Regions from separate parts of the Sus scrofa genome. Here region 2 is linked to region 1. Evidence: chromatin contacts called from public HiChIP or PLAC-seq data. All regions are on one chromosome and are shown on one strand. The core of a region is the stretch at or near the end of the contact, and the rest is flanking DNA. Distances in the headings are between cores, read along the strand shown. Region 1 holds the start of ZDHHC2 (palmitoyltransferase ZDHHC2). Region 2 overlaps VPS37A (vacuolar protein sorting-associated protein 37A).

The links. HiChIP or PLAC-seq counts read pairs in DNA pulled down with a chosen protein or histone mark.
Region 2: a contact with region 1 is called in an H3K27ac HiChIP or PLAC-seq map of skeletal muscle, with 5 times the contacts expected there. The contact joins the enhancer-like site here to the promoter of ZDHHC2 in region 1. A contact is called at or near these places in 10 of 47 Hi-C or Micro-C datasets (embryonic fibroblasts, fetal heart ventricle, fibroblasts and 3 more) and 1 of 2 datasets of contacts at active chromatin or transcription factors (skeletal muscle).

Annotation. Positions count from the first base shown.
Region 1 is chr17:4,853,404-4,856,748 of Sscrofa11.1, forward strand. ZDHHC2 (palmitoyltransferase ZDHHC2) reads left to right here and starts at 1,726. Exons shown (of 12, transcript XM_021077422.1): 1 at 1,726-2,122. The coding sequence starts at 1,996.
Region 2 is chr17:4,961,083-4,964,427 of Sscrofa11.1, forward strand. It overlaps VPS37A (vacuolar protein sorting-associated protein 37A), which reads left to right. Exons shown (of 13, transcript XM_021078071.1): 3 at 1,929-2,003. Among named protein-coding and RNA genes, the nearest start is that of CNOT7, 13 kb to the left of the region's middle. Within about 2 kb of position 1,554, at least 4 of the 83 cell types and tissues checked have an H3K27ac peak or open chromatin away from gene starts, as enhancers often do. A contact at or near this core is called in skeletal muscle, where this site is marked.

The DNA of each region.
Region 1 (3,345 bases), core at 476-2,975:
CTAAAGAGGTACAATTTGCACTATCTTCTACTGTTTCTAGTAAGGGAAAATTGACCCCTTACTTTTTACTCCTTAGAATACTTCACTGTCCTTCAACTCTGATTTTCCTATCTTTGTGGAAGTGTCTGAGACCTGGTAGAATGTTTGGTTTCCTGTTTCTAGTCTTCTGACTGGGAGCATGAGGTTGATATCCAGGAAAAATTGAGGATTCCAGGGAAGTTTTTATACTACTCTACCCTACAGGATATCCATAAAGGGCAGAAGGTGCTACACCAATTTCTATCCTAAAACATTTGGGATAGAAATGATTTCATTTCAATTGTTTAAACTCCCACAGAAACTTGACTGGCATTTTCTAGGCATTTTAAAATACGAATGCAAAGAGATTTGATGTGTGTGTGCGTTTAATATAGTAGCTATTTTAGGAGAGAAGATTAGGTTGGTTTTAATCCAGTCACAGAGAGATAATCGCAAAGATATGAGTTTAAATTTCTTTATACAAATCAGTACTTTCATTATTCTATAGATGAATTTCATCCAGTACAGCAGCTGTGTGGTGTACACACATATATTCATTAATGTTAAATAAAATCGTGCACATTATATATAGTGATCATGCACATACTTCAAAGACATAACATTCACTGAGGTGCTTCCATGCAGAGTCGGGTGCTGGCATTCCGTTTCATCAACTGTATCTTTAACCTTATCTTTATCAACCATCAACGAATCTTTCCCGTTTCATCCATCATAAAGCCGGGGCTTCGGTCTCACTACCTTTGGGATTCTTCCAGGATTTTTAACAACCACTTTAGAGCCAGTTATATGCTAAGTTTAGAATCACTGTAGTGAAGAACCGGCTGGAGAATGAGTACACGGAAAGAACCCCAGGACACTTGGGAGAGGGCGGTGGGAAAGGTTACTCTTTCAGTCACTGGAGGATTTAAAAGAGTTCAAATTCTCAGAGCAAATAATTTGGAATCCTAACTCTGGATTCAAAATCCACCTCTTCACCCACGGTCCACGGCGGACTTCGGCGCGGCCCCGTAGCCCCTCTTGGTGCTGCATCCCCGCGTCCTCCCGAAGAAGCCGCGTGGGAAGGAGGCGCCGCCGGCCGCACCAGCTAGTCCTTGGGTCTAAAGCACCAGCCCCGCCCTGGCCGCCCTCCGCCTGTTTATCAGGACCCACAAGTTGAAAGGAGAAACGTTCCAAACTGGAGGCGGGGACACCGGCCTCGGCGCCTCAAGAGTTTGCCCCAGCGCAACCCCGGGGGTGAGCCTCCTCAGTGCCTGGCAGCCGGGGGTCCCTGCCGCGCAGGAGGCTCCGGGGCTGCCCCTCCCTCCCCTCCCCCCCCCCGCCCCGCGCGCGTTTCCACGCCCCACGCGCCGTTGCCGCCGCCGCAAGTACCCTCGCCCCCAGCCCAGGCCGGTTCGCCCCAACCCAGGGGCCAAGAGGGAGGCGGAAGAGCCAAGGTGGGCACCTTCATTGCCCCCTCGGGCACCCCTGAGGTGCCCAGCGGCTAGAGTGCAAGGGCCCAGGGCGCAGCGGGGACTGCCCGGATTGCCCCAAGAGCCCGCCCGAGGGCGCAGCTGGCCGCACCGGGCAGGCGGCGGCGGGGGGCGGCGGCGGGGGCGGGCGGGACGCGCGGAGGCGGGGCGGAGGCTCCCGCCGCCCGCCTCCGCCTCCGCCCGCCTCCGCCTCCTCCTCCTCCTCTCTGTCCTCCTCCTCCTCCTGCTCCTCGCCCGCCGCCTCCTCGCCCTCCGCTCGCAGCCACCGCCTCCGCTGGGGTGAGGAGCCGGGAGTCCGCGGCGCCGGCTTGGGGCTGAGGGATGGGGAGTTAGCGCCACGGCGGCGGCAGTGGCCGCGGCGCAACCGGCCGCCGCCCCCGGGCTCGTCCCGCCGGGCACGCCGGGCGCGGCCAGCCCGCCCCAGAGCCAGGCCCGCGGGCGGCGGCGGCGGCGGCGGCGGAGCTGGGCAGGTGGATGCGGCTGGAAGATGGCGCCCTCGGGCCCGGGCAGTGTCAGGCGGCGGTGCCGGCGGGTGCTATACTGGATCCCGGTGGTGTTCATCAGTCTTCTGCTCGGCTGGTCCTACTACGCCTACGCCATACAGCTGTGCATAGGTGAGTGCGTCCCCGCGCCCGGAGGCCGGCACGACCCGTCGGCAGCCCCTCCGCCGCCCACCTCGACAGTCCCTGGACGCGGGGACCTGAGCGCACGGCGCCGCGCTTCCCATCGCCCCACCACCGGCCCCGAGCGCCCGGGCACCGCCAACTCGCCGCATCTCTGCCGGCGCCGCGGCTGAAAACAGCTTCGGGGCAGCAGCCTCCTTCCATTCGCACTACCCTCGCCTTGCTCTCACAACTCTGCCGTGACGGTGTCACCTCCACCCCAGCGCGCCCGCAGCCCAGCCATCCCCTGCGCCTTCCGCCTGCCACCGCAGCCACACCCCCTCCCTCGGCAGGACAGTAGCCGGGAGAGCCGTTGTGCCCGCCGCCCAGTCGCCGCGGTGGGAGTGTGGGGGCGGTGAGCCGGGGAGGCTGCGCTGGAGGCTAGAGGGCTCCGAGCTGGGCCCAGGATCCGAGCTGCGCCAGACTCGCGCGGGGGACAGTGGCCTCGGCCTCGGATGTCAGATCTGTCCCTTTCTGGTTGTCCTTAATCCACTTTTAAAGAAATTGTCATTGCACTCAGGGGCGTTTTTGCTGTCTTTATGATTTGAGAATTGCCAGTTGGAGACTTTCTGGTTGGGGGGGTGCGTAGGGTGAGCTACTAGAAAGTATTTTCGAAGATATATGCAATACGCAAGGCCACGGTTTAGATGTTAGAACAATAGATGGGAAAAAAAGAGATGACCCTCCGATGTTTTTCTTGCAGAGAGCCAAGTGGCTCAAGTCCAAGTTTTCGGTTCCTGAATTGGTGGAGAGGGTACTTTTTTAGTGCTGAAGATTAGAAGAAAACAAAAAGTCAATTATGCGCAATTAGGGGATACAATTAGGTTCCTACATGTAAGCAGGCTTCTACCTTAGAGGTTTTAGATGAAAGCTGATCAGTATTATCTGAAAAGGTGCTAAACCAGAGCATGACCTCTCTGCCAGTGACTTGTGAATGCTTTTTGTGTTTTGTGTTTTTTGCCCTGTGGAGCACTAGCATCTGGTGAGAGGAGGAGAAAGATTAAGTAGTGGCCTGTTTAGTGGAACCTTCTCAACTTCAGAATTTTGTAAACTGCCAGATTCTGACATAGAATCTTCTCTGAAGCCATCTTACCTCAAAATGTTGCCCCTTGTGAGAAATAGTAGGTGTCAGAAGAATACACCGCAATAGTACATAACTTTTAAGAGACCTGAAA
Region 2 (3,345 bases), core at 304-2,803, 110 kb after region 1:
TAATTTAAGAGATCATGCTCTTAATCACGAAGATGCTCTACTTGGCTTTGAACTGGTGGACGCCTTTGTGATCAGTGTTTTCTTGAAACATTGACATTGTAGGGTCCTAAAATAATGTAGAGGGATAAAAAATTTAAGCCATTTTATTGATTATATAATGTTCATACAGCTGAGAAGGCTGTCAGTATCCTAATCCAAACCTGATCCCCAAAGAGAAACCTTCATAAAAATTGTATTAGTTCTGGGAGTTTCTGCCGTGGCTCAGCAGGTTATGAAACCAACTAGTATTCATGAGGACTCGGGTTCAATCCCCAGCCTCGCTTAGTGGGTTAAGGATCCAGCATTGCTGTGAGCTGTGGCATAGGGCACAGATGCAGCTTGTATCCTGCATTCCTGTGGCTGCGTGGCAGCCTGGCAGTTGCAGCTCCGATTCAACCCCTAACCTGGGAACTTACATATGCCGCAGTTGCAGTCCTAAAAAGAAAACAAATTGTGTTAGTCCTAATGTTGACTATATTCTTGAGTATTTTCTCAAGCATTTCTTCAATCATAATCCCACTCCATGGGATGTCAGAGAAGACATGTACAGTTTCTTCATAACTCCATGCCAACACTTTTGACCCTTTCAGGTTACCTGAAATTTACATATTTGAGAGGCTAGGTTTTTATCAGAAGACTATAAAATGCCATAGCCCCCAAAATGAGGAAAATAAGAGGTTTTCTAAAGCTACTATTGAAGTAATGAAAAGAACAAAAAGTAAATTATGTAACTGCTAGATCTCTCAAAGGTATTCATGTTGAAAAGATTTCATGTATAGGAATATTAGGCTTCCTCTCAACCTTAACTCATTAATATTTTACTTAATGATTTTCCCTTTAGAGATATTATGAATGTTGGTTAGAATTCCAAGTGAACCCCCAAAAGATTTGGTTGGGAGATTAAAACTGAAATACTTTCATGCCTGCAATTAAAAATAAAATAAAATTCTGAATGTAAAGTGTTAAAATATAAAGAACTTATATTAGTTGGCAGTTACATTTAGCTGCTAGTAGCAGACTCCCAATATAGTGACTTAAACAAAATAAAATTTTTTTTTACTCTTGATTCAAGAAATTCACTTTGACAATTCCATAATCATCAAGGACTCAAGTTACTACCTCCTGCTTAGCTCTCCCTAGTGTATGGCTTCCATTCTTAGGGACGTTCATGGTCCAGTAGAGCTTTTAAAGTCCAGCTGTCAGGTCTAGGTAGGAAAGGCAAATGGACTCATACTATATTTTTTGTTCCCCTTTAAATTAAGATGCTTTTCTAGAAATTTCTCTACTCAACTTCCCTATATTTTATTGTCTGGAACTTAAGTCTATAGCAACAACTTACTGCAAGAAAAGCTCGAACACTGCTACTCAGAATAAAATCAGGCTTCTCTTACTTAGGAAGAAGAAGTATATTTGGTTTTGAAAAGCAGCCAGCAGTTGTCATAAGACTGTAGGAGACGTCTCATCCAGATTTCTAAGTGTAAGCCCTTAAGGCCCAGCCTTCCCCAGCTGTCTGTATAGGTGGTTAGTGGCAGAGCTATAATCAGAGCCCAAATGCCCTGCTGACCTCTTAACCAGAGGGTTCACAATTGCCTCTATTAATGATGAATTAGATAAAGTGGTCATAAATCAGTCTAGAGTTTTTCTTTGCCTTTTTACTTCACCATCTAAATTCCCCTCTCATCCCACCCATTATCTCAAAATAGTATTGCCTGCTTATTTGATAAACTTTTCTGTCATCATTTCCCCCTCAAGATACAAGTTATGTGTGGCTATCTAGATTCTGTGATTAAAATAGTCTTTGCAGACTTTTAAAAAATTTAGTACTTGTTTTTCTCATTACTAGTTTTTTAACTTTAGATAAATTTTTTTTCTCAAATTTTCTCCTACAGTATAGCTGAAATACAGAAAGATGTGGAATACAGGTTGCCATTCACCGTAAACAACTTGACAATTAACATTAATATGTAAGTAGAATTGTATCCTATTTTTTCATGTAGTCGGTCTTTAAAAATTTATTATTTTTGTTATCTGTTATTAAAAGTTGAAAGTGAACTTATGTCCTTTTGCAGTAACTACAATTTATTAAACTTACACAATTTCGTGAAACAAAATATTTTAAAGCCATCATTTTAATATATATGGCTATAAGAAACTATAAAAGAGGAAATTTAATAAAAAATGTAATAATAATAATCCTTAGTACTATAATCCTTTATTGATTTGCGCTAAAGTCTTAGCTGGAGGTAAGCTGAAAGTAAGAATGATAGTGACAATCAAAGGATCACATATGGAAAACCACTAGAAGGTGTATTCACCTTTACATCAGAAACAAGTTAAAATACTAAAGAAAAAGTTAAAAATGCAATCATTAGATTACTAAGTTATCAAGAGGAAAGGTTGGACAAAGTGATTGCTGAAGTACTCATTTAGCTTTAAGTGCAATTACTAGTCTTTAGCATAAAAATTATGGAATTACCTCAGATTGCATCAGGTAGCTGGCTGCTAGAGTGAGTGTTTGGGTGAGGTAAAAAGGCACTTAACTTGAACACAGGAATCATGCTTGTTCATTCCCATTTCCTCATTGCCTAGTGTGTTGTCTGCACATAGGAGGCCTTATTAAATTCTAGTTGAATGATGAATTAAAGCATGAATATAATAGTGCCAACCATAATGCTCTGTTACCTTGATAATTGGCAGCTTTTTGAATCTTGTCAGCAGTCCTGTAAATTGGAGCAAATTATAGACAGGTGGGTAGCGAATAGTATAGTCAGGCTCGAAACCCAGTTTGGCTGAGCTCCAAGGGTCATTCCTTGCCTTTTTTACCAAACTAGTTTAACATCTTCAACCGTATAAATGAAGTAGTTGTATCTCTCATCTCTTGCCCTAGCTCGAGCTAAGTAGGAGAGGCCAGTTTTCTTCTGGACAGTGCTGCCAAAAAATAATCTTCTGAGCCAGAAGGGGAACAGAGAGGTAGTTTAAAATGACATATTTGTCTGAATTTTAGAAACTTGGAAAACAAAGTTCCATATATAGTAAAATCTCATTTTTAAAAAAACTTCACTCCTTAAGAGTTCCCTGGTGGTGCAGCAGGTTAAGGATCTGCTGTGGTATGGGTTTGATTCCTGGCCCAGGAACGTCCACATGCCATAGGCAGAGCCAGAGAGAATAAAAAACAAAAGAAAATTCATAAAGACCTCACTCCCTAATTTTAAATTTGTAGTAGTTCCCCCAGAAGTTAAGATTTTTACTCTTATTCTTTTTTTGTATTGAGAATTTACTGTTCCTTACTTGAAACCATGTGATTGA